2 separate regions of the Mus musculus genome follow, and region 2 is linked to region 1. A link is a contact called in public promoter capture Hi-C data. All regions are on one chromosome and are shown on one strand. The core of a region is the stretch at or near the end of the contact, and the rest is flanking DNA. Distances in the headings are between cores, read along the strand shown. Region 1 has its middle 19 kb from the start of Srsf1. Region 2 overlaps Cuedc1 (CUE domain containing 1).

Region 1 (5,218 bases), core at 1,925-4,424:
GCCAGTTGTGAAATTTCAGCCTAGCCCAGTTTCTTGTCATTTTTCTCCAACAGTAGCCACCTTTGGCTACAGTCAAGTGGCTGAGGGCAGCGTTGGCTGAGCATACTAGGGCAGGGTAGGTGTGGGAGACAGACAGACAGACAGGCCAACGGAGACAGAAACAGAGACACAGAGGGAGAGAGGTATGTGTGTGTCTCTGGGGATGATATAGGAGTGGACCCAGGCCAGGAAGGATCCGCCAACCTAGGCAGTGTGAAGAAGACTGGGAAATACTTTGACTCCCACTTCCTTCACTCTCCATGTCTCATCTCTCTGAGGGTCCCGCTGTTCTAAAGCACTTAAACCCAAGTACTTAGTAGTGAAACACTTCCAGGATATTAGAAGATTCTAATATTCCAGGGAGTTGGAGGAACCCAAAACATTCGTCCCCAAATTTGAGTAAAGAACCTGGATACATGGAGGGAGGGTCCCCTTCCTTCTGACTTTCTTGGTGTCCGGTCTCCATTTCTCACTGTAACCATGTGATCCCAAATATCCTGGGGCATTTCCAGGACAGTTTCAGTTTTAAACTATTAGAGCCTATTGTCCTCTGAAATACTTATGAGGCCGCATGCCCTGATTTTGTTGTGGAAAAAAACCAAAAGTACAATCCTAGCTTACAGCATTTCCTGTGGCTGTGACTACATAAATCTCCACCTTCCCCGGCACCTCGGAGTTGTGGCATTTGGAAGAGTTGCAGGGACCCCACCTAAGAAGTTTTAGCTTGCAGGTTGAAGAGACGAAGGACGGGTACCTTCTGTGATTTTTCTGGGAACAGCTTGATTCTGAAGCTCCCCAAAGTGTACAAAAATTTATCCTGGTCACGGATAGGCTCAGACCCCACCTCTACCATTAAGTCTTAGTGGCTTTAGAGAGAGCTTCCAGCTCTTTAGAATTCTTTCTCTCTGTAGCAGTCAAAGTACCTCCCGAAGAGAACAGTCTGTTAAGTTTTGTTTTGTTTTCCAAGACAGGGTTTCTCTGTGTAGCCCTGGCTGTCCTGGAACTCACTCTGTAGACCAGGCTGGCCTTGAACTCTACCTGCCTCTGCGTCCCGGGTGCTGGGATTAAAGGAGTACGCCACCACACCCAGCTTTTTTTTTTTTTGTGTGTGTGGGGGGGGGTGTTTTTGGTTTTTTTTTTTGTTTGTTTTTTTAAGACAGCATTTCTCTGTGTATTCCTGGCTGTCCTGGAACTTGTTCTGTAGATCAAGGCTGGCAAAGTTAAGAATCCTACCAACCTCTGCCTCCCAAGTGCTGGGATTAAAGGTGTAGGCCACCACTGCTGGGCTTGAACAGTTTTAATTTATAATGTAAGAGATAACTGGCCTCTTCTTGTCCACTGGTCTCAACCCAATGCTGGGTCATAAATTCAGATGTATGTACTGAACTTTGGGCAGAACTTCAAGGCTATTCTCTATGAAGTAAAACTCAGGGTAATAATATACCACATATAGATTATTATGTACTGTACACACAAGCTGGAATATGCAGTACACTTGATTTGGATAAGGATTTTCCTTCTTCTTCTTGAAAGAGAAAGAGAGAGAGAGGGAGAGATTGATTCTCTCTACAGAGCTCTGAGCCCTTGCTATCTTGGAACTCAATGTGTAGACCAGGCTGGCCTCTAACTCACAGAGATCCTCCTATTTCTGCCTCCCACATGCTGGGATCAAAGTGTGTGCCACTGCCATGCCAGGCAGGGTCTGAATAAGTATTTCATGAAACTTGTTTCCTATTGGCGTATACATATGTGAGTTCTCTATCACTATGTAACATAAGCTTTATTTCAAAGGTCACAGTTTAAAATAGTTAAGACCATTCTGCTGGGACAAGTCACACACAGTCACATAGAAACTGAGATAGAAGGAAGGCATGGGGCCCACTAGATGGCTCAATAAATAAAGGTACTTGCCATCAAGACTGATGACCTGGGTTGTTCATTTTCAGCCCAAGCCCTTCCTCTTCCTTTCTTCTTCTTCCTCTTCCTCCCTTTCTTCTTCCTCTTCCTCCCTTTCTTCTTCTTCCCCCACCTCCTATTTGAGACAGGATTCCTCTGTGTACTGTATGGAACTAACTCTGTTGACCAGGTTGACCTTGAACTCAGAGATCCTCCTGCCTCTGTGTTCCCAGTGCTGGGATTAAAGGTGTGCCCTACTTCCCAGTGTCCCAAGCTCTTCCTTAATCAGCAGACAGCTCCCCTTGGGCATATGAATGGGGTTTGGGGTTGGCTCAGAATCAGTGGTCAAAGTTAGCCAGCCTTGAGGATGCGGGGTAGGCAAGGCTAGAAGTGGAGGAGCCTGGGTTTTGCAGCCCAGGGATGGGGCCTGGTGGCTGTGAGGGCGGCAGCCTTTCCCTGCTCCTGCTCACTGCCTGCTCTGCCATCGCAGAATGGGCTGCTAATTATAACTAAACACAATGAGCAATCAGAGCCTGCTGGCGCTGGAGCGCTCCTTAAAGATCTGGCAGGCTTTTTATTAGAACTTCCAGTAGCCCAGAGACTGCTGCAGTCGATGCTCCATCCTCCCCTCCCTCCTCCTCCCTCTCGAGGGGTGCCTGGTGCACCCAATGCAGTCTATACAGGACTTCCTTAGTTCCCACTGTGCCCAGTTCTGGGCTGCAGCGGGAATGGGAGCCAGGACTTTGTTCTTGCCTTCAATGAGCTAATCGTCGTCCCCGCAGTCTCTTGATTAGAATAAAAAGGCCCGGCCTGAAGGAGCCGAGCACGGGGTCAGAAGAGTTGTCGACCTCCCGAGTCCTTGGCTGCTTTTCTCGGATGCCTTTCTTTGGACATTTGTGAACATTTATTCAGGCACAAAAGTACTCACTGTGGCAGTGGTGGTCTCTGTAGTATATGCCAGGGAGGGGAACCCTTCCCAAATCTGGGGGTACTTAATCCTGAGTCAATAAATATATGCATGAAGCCGTTATAGTCCTTGGAACAGTTCTCTCGTGTTTATTTTGAGGACTCTGGAAGGGATGAATGTAGGGGGAAAGACAACCTGAGATCCCAGATCTTCTTTCTTGGCTTTGAGAGAAATGCACATCGCTGTTGCTGGGCCGAGAACCCTCAGGCCTGGCTGTCAGCAGGGAGGCATTCTTGGGTCTGGTGCTGCAGCTTCTTTTTCAGTCATTTCTTTTGTTATTCAAAGTGCTTGACTGAAGCAACTTAAGGGAGAGAGATCCATGGGAGCCTCTAACCTATAGGCTAATCAGGAAAGCGGAGAGCTTAGGCAAGAAGCCAGAGCGGGCGTCCCCTTCATGGTCCTTCATACTGAGCACTGGCAACTTCCCAAGACAGCAACACCCCAAGACAACTTCCCAAGACAGCACCAACACTGGGAGAGCTCATGTCCAAACTCAGATTGTGGGAGGTATTTCGGAAGCAGTCCACAGCATCTGCTGTTGCCCAAGGCACATTAAGGCTGTTGTAATTCATCAAGACATCATTCCCCTGGGGCACCGGCTTGGAGTGAGGGATGGTTGGGTCTCATCCTTTGAGGATTCTCTGAGGCACAATGCCAACCCAGAGCAGCACAACAGTGACGCATACTGTGGAAAGGATGAAGGGGGACTGGGGCATCACGAGAGGACATCCAGTCCCAGGCTGCCCTGGACTGAGGGCATTTCCAGGAAGTGAAGATGTGCAGGTTTAAGACCAGACAAATTATCAAAGGTTTGGGTTGAGTGGGTGGATAGGGAAAAGAATGGCAGGGTGTGTCTGGGTTTGTGTGTATGTCTGTGTGTGTCTGTGTGTTGTTTACTGGGAAGATGACAACACAAGACAGAGACTGAAAGGGGATATTTTGCTCTTTCATTGGGACAGGGTCTTCCTGGGTGCCCCAGGCTGGCTTGTGATCTCCCTGCTTTAGTTAACAGCAGCACACCATCATACCTACCTAAGTGAGAATGCAATCTGAGGCCTTACTTACCACCTTTGCAGTGCCTATATAGCAGAGGGTGACCTTGAACTGTTTCTCCTGTTGGATATAGGACTTAAATCACCATGTAGAATTTTGTGCTGCTAGAGATTGAACCTGGGGTTTCATACTAGCTTGGCAAGTGCTCTACCATCTACCCACTAAGCTACATCCCCAAGCCAAGAGGGATTAGACAGGGTTTCTCTATGTAGCTCTGGCTGTCCTGAAACTCACTTTGTAGACCAGGCTGGCCTCGAACTCAGAAATCCACCTGCCTCTGCCTCCCGAGTGCTGGGATCAAAGGCGTGCGCCACCACGCCCGGCTTTTTTTTTTTTTTTTTTTTTTTTGAGACAGAGACTATGTATGTCTAGCTGTCCTGGAACTCACTATGAAGACCAGGCTACCAGACTGGCCTCAAACTCACAAAGATCTGCTTCCCCTCCTTCTGCCTCCCAAGAAATGGGATTAAAAATGTGTCACCACACTTGACCTACACACAGATTTTTAAAAACAAAGACCTAAACCGGGCGTGGTGGCCCACACCTTTAATCCCAGCACTCGGGAGGCAGAGGCAGGCAAATTTCTGAGTTCGAAACCAGCCTGGTCTACAAAATGAGTTCCAGAACAGCCAGAGAAACTCTGTCTCAAAAAACAAAAACAAAAAAACCCCCAAAGACCTAAACTGAAAAGGTCAGCTTAGGAACTTTGGGAAGGTCATAGAACACTTAACCCTAATGTTAATTAGGGAGAACCTAATTAACATTGGTCTGACCACAGGCCTGGGACTACTTGTGGGTGGGGTCACATTCTACATGACGACTGTTGCCCACCTTCAGACAAGAGAAGGCCTTGTCACCTCTTTCCCTAAAGACCAATCAGTTTAAAGGGTGCACTGTTCTGCCAATCATATTGTGCCTAGTTGCTGATGCTCTCTCTATTCTGCCCCTGGAAACCATATAAAAACTTGCTGAACGGGTGCTGGGGGGTCGCCACCTCTCCTCTGGGTCTGGCACAACCCCAATGCACTGGAACAATAAATTCCTCTTGGGTTTTGCATGGATCCCAGCTCCACGCAGTTCACTCACGGGGAGGGGAGGTCCCCAGTAAGCTAAGGTTCCTAGGAGTCTTACAAAACCATCAGTTGTGGCACATGCCTTTAATCCCAGCACTGGGGGCTTGGGAGTTGGGAAGAGAAGCAGGCAAATCTCTGTGAATTTGAAGCCAGTCTGGTCTACAAAGCAGGTTCCAGGACATCCCAGGGT
Region 2 (4,939 bases), core at 418-2,917, 160 kb before region 1:
TATGAGTGTTCTGTCCACATGTGTGCCCAAATGCCAGAAGAGGGAATCAGACCTCATTACAGATGGTTGTGAGCCATCATGTAGTTGCTGAGAATTGAACACAAGCCCTAGGGAAAAACAGCCAGTGCTCTTAACTGCTGAGCCATCTCTCCAGTCCCCTTCTTCTGGTTTTACAAGACAAGGTTTTTCTATGTAGCCCTGGCTGTCCTGGAACTCGTTCTGTAGACCAGGCTGGCCTTGAAATCACAGAGATCTGCCTGCCTTTGCCTCCCAAGTGCTGGGATTAAAGGTGTGTACCACTGCTGCATGCTAGACTGAGCCTTTCTAATTTATGGTTGTCTGTGTATGAGGTCTGCCAGTCTATCCCTCATTCCCTAGGGACCATTCTCTGGGAATAGTGCCTGGCACCCTGGGTTCCTCTTCAGGGATGATGGGAAGCAGGTGTCAGTGTGTGCACCTCATGACAAGGGACCACATTTCTGTGGGCCACCTGTCTGCCAACCCCTGACATGTCCCCCAGACTGAGTGCTCCCTTGCTGAATATTAGACCCTCAGGACCTCCTCTTGAAGGGTCACCCATCCCAAGCAACTTAGACTTCAACGTCCCCTGACCTGCCTCACCGTAAGCATGGCCCTCCACGTCATCCAGGAGGTTGGCTGTGGATGCAGCAGCCCCCAGCCTGCCGGACTGTTCAGGAAAACTATTCTAGAGACGGATGGGTACTGCGACAGCTTGTTCAATCTGCCTGTGCTCTGTCCTGATAACCCACCAACCTCAGAGGCTTCTACTATCCCTCCCGTTCCCAAACTGCCTAATGGTGTCCCTTCCAGGACCCTCTCCTGGGATCAATGGACCAGCTAGCCAGGCCCGACCCCTTTACTCTGCCCCCATCACTAGGGACAGGGAGAGTGACATTTCCCCCGTTCTCCTTCAACTACTCAGTTTTCAATATCCAGGGCCCTGTGGATAAGCACGGATGAGAACTTTGGTGTGAAGACAGGGAAACTTTTTTTCATTCAAAAAGCCAAAAGTGGAGGAAAAAAAAAAAAAAAAAAAAGCAGGCCTCTGGAGACACAGCTGCAGGGACCTATGAACCAGTTCTAGTAAAATTAGGGGAAGACTCGGTGATTTCAATAGGAAGACGATGTCTTTCTCCCAAAATGCAGATGACTTAAGGCCAAAAGTAAAGAAGGCACTGGAAGGACGGTGTCCCCGGGGAAAGGAACACAGGAGCTGATGACGGGGTTTCCTGGTTCACAAATCAAGGAGGGGCGGCCGCAGAGCCGCATCCCACTCCCGAGGAAGGTTCAGCCGGGATCTCCATCACTGTTGTCAGTGCTCCCCACCCCACCCCAGGGCCAAGCAGAAGGATACGACTGAAGCTTCGGTAAATGTTTCTTCTTTGACTTCCTCATTTTGGTCTTCTCGGAGAAGGCTCGGGCGAGTTCAAACAGCTTCCTGCGCGTAGCTGGGGCAGAAAGACTCGTGAGCCCTTAATGCTCCAGAGAGCCAGAGCATCAGATGGCTTCCCTCCAGGTTTGGGGGCAGCCAGGCAGAGCGCCACACCAGGCCCCTTGGGTGGGGACTGGGAAGAGGAAAGTGACAGGAACAGCAGACACCAGTGCCACCTAGGGAGCAAGTGCGCCATCCCAGGTCGGCCTCCGGGGGCAGCACAGGCCAGCACTCGTCAAGTACACAGCAGCCTGCCTCCAGACCAAGATCCGGGTATTCCTTCCCTAGAGGCGGACAACCACACAACCACGGCTCCTGGCTTTCTTTCCCGCTGCTGGCTGCCACGGCCTTCCCGCCCCTCCCCAGCCACCTCCACAGTTGGTCCTAGGATTTCCATGAGTCATCGGAAATTTTCCCTGAAATAAAACCTTGAAAGGCTCCAGCCTCATCCCCGCTGGTTATGGGTCTATGAGACTGGAGACGGGAGGATGACAAAAAAAAGCGGGCAGTGGGGCGAGGTTCCCCTATCCCAAAATGTCTGCCATTCCCACAGAAAGCAGACTCAGCCAGTGACTCCAGTCTCGGCCAAGTCCTCACGCCACAGAGAATGTGAACACCGACACACATTATTTTCCAACAGACAGCTGGCTCAAGAGGATTTAAACTTAATTTGTCTCCAGACTCAGCTGCAGAATAAAGTAAGGCAGGAAGGCTGAGGGAGCTAGCCTGTGATTAAAATGTCACCCGGAGTTCAGCAAGAGTCAATAGCATTAAAAATCTTCCGGGGGGGGGAAGGGGGGGCTCTCTCCCTCTCATGAGGCCACAGGGCCTGCCTCAAGAGAGCTGGGACAAGGAGGGGAAAAGGGGCAAGACTCACATTTTCCCATGTGTTTCAACTTGTCCCTGAATAAGGCATCTTCTGACACAGTGGGGTTGGTTTCACTGGTTCCTGGAAGGAGGAGACACCTGCTGAGGGACCAGGCCCATTGGGTCTCCGAGGTCCCACTAAGAGATAGAGTGAGCACCTGGCCAAGGCTCTAGGGAAGGAGGTCAGAGGATACCCTCCATCCCTGTTTCTGTCTGTTCTCTTATTACAGAACAAGTCCCGGCTTCTTCCCTGCTATAGGAGTTTAAGGCAAGTTGCAAGAGTACTTCTTTCTTGCAAGGTACATTTTCCTCTTCGGAGCAAACAAGGGCAGCCTTAAGATCTGCTGCACGTATGGGAAACTGGCTGGCCTTGGGTTCCAGCCTCTCTAGCAGTCCCATGTCCTCAAAGCCATGATGGTGGTTTGAAGTGAGCTGGTAGGGAGATCTATGTCTCGGAAATCCCCCCAGCCTGCATATCAGCCTTCTCCTGCACCCAGAGCAGAAGGTTAACCATTTGCCAGCACATCATGACCCTCTGTGCATCCTAACTCTCGTGAATTGAAGCAGAAAGGACAGAGAGCCAAGAACGCCTCCCAGATGCTGAACGGGAACAAGAGCAGGGCTCAGCCAAGAGTCAGAACGCAGTGAGCCACCTGCGTGGGTCTCTCAGGATCCTTGGGCTGCAGCTCACCGTCCTGTAACTTGGCTCATCCCGAGTCACCTTGTCTGCTAACTTCCCTTTCAGTCACTCTGATCCAGTTCAGCAGCTCCAGTGTCCCTTGTTAATTTGGAATCAAGGACAAGAAAACTCCCAGCTGAACATCTGGTGAGGCCTAAGCTCCTGGCTGCTTGCTTAGGAATCAGTTCTATGGGATTTTCTTTCTCTGAGCTGGGATTAGCGGGGGCACCTTACCCTTCTGTTCTTGCCTTCCCAGCTCAGCTGTGGGACGGAGGGTCTGCTCCTGAAAAACACACGGCTGATCCCTTTTAAATATGGATATGGGGTGATAGCAGGAACTGACCCAAGATTCAGAGTCCAGGAGCCAAGGATGAATACAGAGTCTCTGTTCACACTCCCAATCTAAGCTCTGCTATAGTCTATACATCTTACTAATACAGTCCTCACTCTGGCCTGTCAGCCCCAGTGCTGCTGGCACTGAAGGGAAGTCACATGTAGTCTGAAATGAGTTGGAGAGGCGGTCATAGGAGAGACTATAAAACCCTGCTTCTCTAGCCCTCTGTTTTGTTTTTTTAATGAATTTTAAGATATTTGTTTATACTTATGAGTACTCTATCTGCATGTATGCCTGCATGACAGAAGAAGCCATCTAATTCCATTATAGATGGTGTGAGCCAACATATGGTTGATGGGAATTGAACTCAGGATCTCTGGAAGAGCAGCCACTGCTCCTCCTCCTCCTCCTCCTCCCCTCCTCCTCCTCCTCTTCCTCTTCTTCCTCCTCCTCCTCCTCCTCCTCCTCTTCTTCTTCTTCTTCTTCTTCTTCTTCTTCTCCTCCTCCTCCTCCTCCTCCCCCTCCTCCCCCTCCCCCTCCTCCTTCTCCTCCTCCTCCTCCTTTTCCTCCTCCTTCTCTTTCTCCTTCTTCTTCTTTTTTTGGTTTTTCGAGACAGAGTTTCTCTGTATAGCCCTGGCTGTCCTGGAACTCACTCTGAAGACCAGACTGGCCTTGAACTCAGAAATCCACCTGCCTCTGCCTCCTGAGTGCTGGGATTAAATGTGTGCTCCACCATGCCCGGCTTTTTCTTTTCTTTTTCTTTCTTTTTTTTTTGGGGGGCGGGGGTTGGGGGGGGAGGGCAGCCACTGCTCTTAACCATTGATTGAGCCATCTCTCTGGCCCCTTCTCTGGCAGTTCTTGTTAAAGCATCTTGCACATCATACACAGAATTTCTCTTTCCCACACACGGCAGTGGGTGTCTCAGGGCAGAGAGCCTGCAGCTACTTAAGTGAATGAACCCTTCCCAGATTAAGCTCACCCTCTCTCTCTCCGTGGACTGGATACAGTCAACATGTATGCCTTGCCGTTGCTGGTGTACTAATTAGGCATTAAGCCTCATTAAGACAAACCTCACAAGACTCTACGGCCTTCGTCCTCGCAGTTGCTATTAAGAGACATGACATGGTTCGGTGTGTCCTCTGGTAGGACAAGATCCAGAAATAGTTGGGAGGTCAGCCAGCCTGTGGTAGGTAACCTACAGCTCCCAGGACAGCGAGAGCCTAAGTCCACTCAGTGAAGGGGATATCTCACTCCACAGGAGATCTATCTATCCCTTCTTGCTTGCTGAAGGGCCTCGGGTCCCACCCTTGGTCTGTTTCCTCATTCTACCGCTAAGTTCTCAATATTGAAGATAAAGTTGGGGCGTGGGCCCAGTGAGCCCCGCAGGCCCTCTCTCGGGACAGCAAGCTTACCGGGGACAGAGGAGGGAAAGCCACCGTCATTTCCAACCGCCGCATTGTTGGATTTGGATTTCTGGGATTCATATTTCAATCGGTCTGGAGAAGGAGACAGATTCTGTCAGGGAAGTGAGCTCCAGGGTGCCCGGGGGCACACTGAAGGCCGCAGGAGACTGAATCCCCCGAAGCACACAAGTATACATACACAC

What was found. Capture Hi-C pulls out chosen DNA fragments and counts their contacts.
Region 2: a contact with region 1 is called in a promoter capture Hi-C map of adipose tissue. The contact joins two enhancer-like sites. A contact is called at or near these places in 16 of 115 datasets of contacts at active chromatin or transcription factors (bone marrow-derived macrophages, craniofacial prominence, embryonic basal ganglia and 10 more) and 3 of 9 other capture datasets (adipose tissue, liver and pancreatic islet).

Annotation. Positions count from the first base shown.
Region 1 is chr11:88,025,822-88,031,039 of GRCm38.p6, reverse strand. No RefSeq gene overlaps it. Among named protein-coding and RNA genes, the nearest start is that of Srsf1, 19 kb to the left of the region's middle. Within about 2 kb of position 3,174, at least 60 of the 459 cell types and tissues checked have an H3K27ac peak or open chromatin away from gene starts, as enhancers often do. A contact at or near this core is called in adipose tissue, embryonic basal ganglia and forebrain, where this site is marked.
Region 2 is chr11:88,184,524-88,189,462 of GRCm38.p6, reverse strand. It overlaps Cuedc1 (CUE domain containing 1), which reads right to left. Exons shown (of 11, transcript NM_198013.3): 6 at 4,746-4,829; 7 at 2,331-2,402; 8 at 1,376-1,469; 9 at 622-680. Among named protein-coding and RNA genes, the nearest start is that of Mrps23, 17 kb to the left of the region's middle. Within about 2 kb of position 1,667, at least 283 of the 459 cell types and tissues checked have an H3K27ac peak or open chromatin away from gene starts, as enhancers often do. A contact at or near this core is called in adipose tissue, embryonic basal ganglia and forebrain, where this site is marked.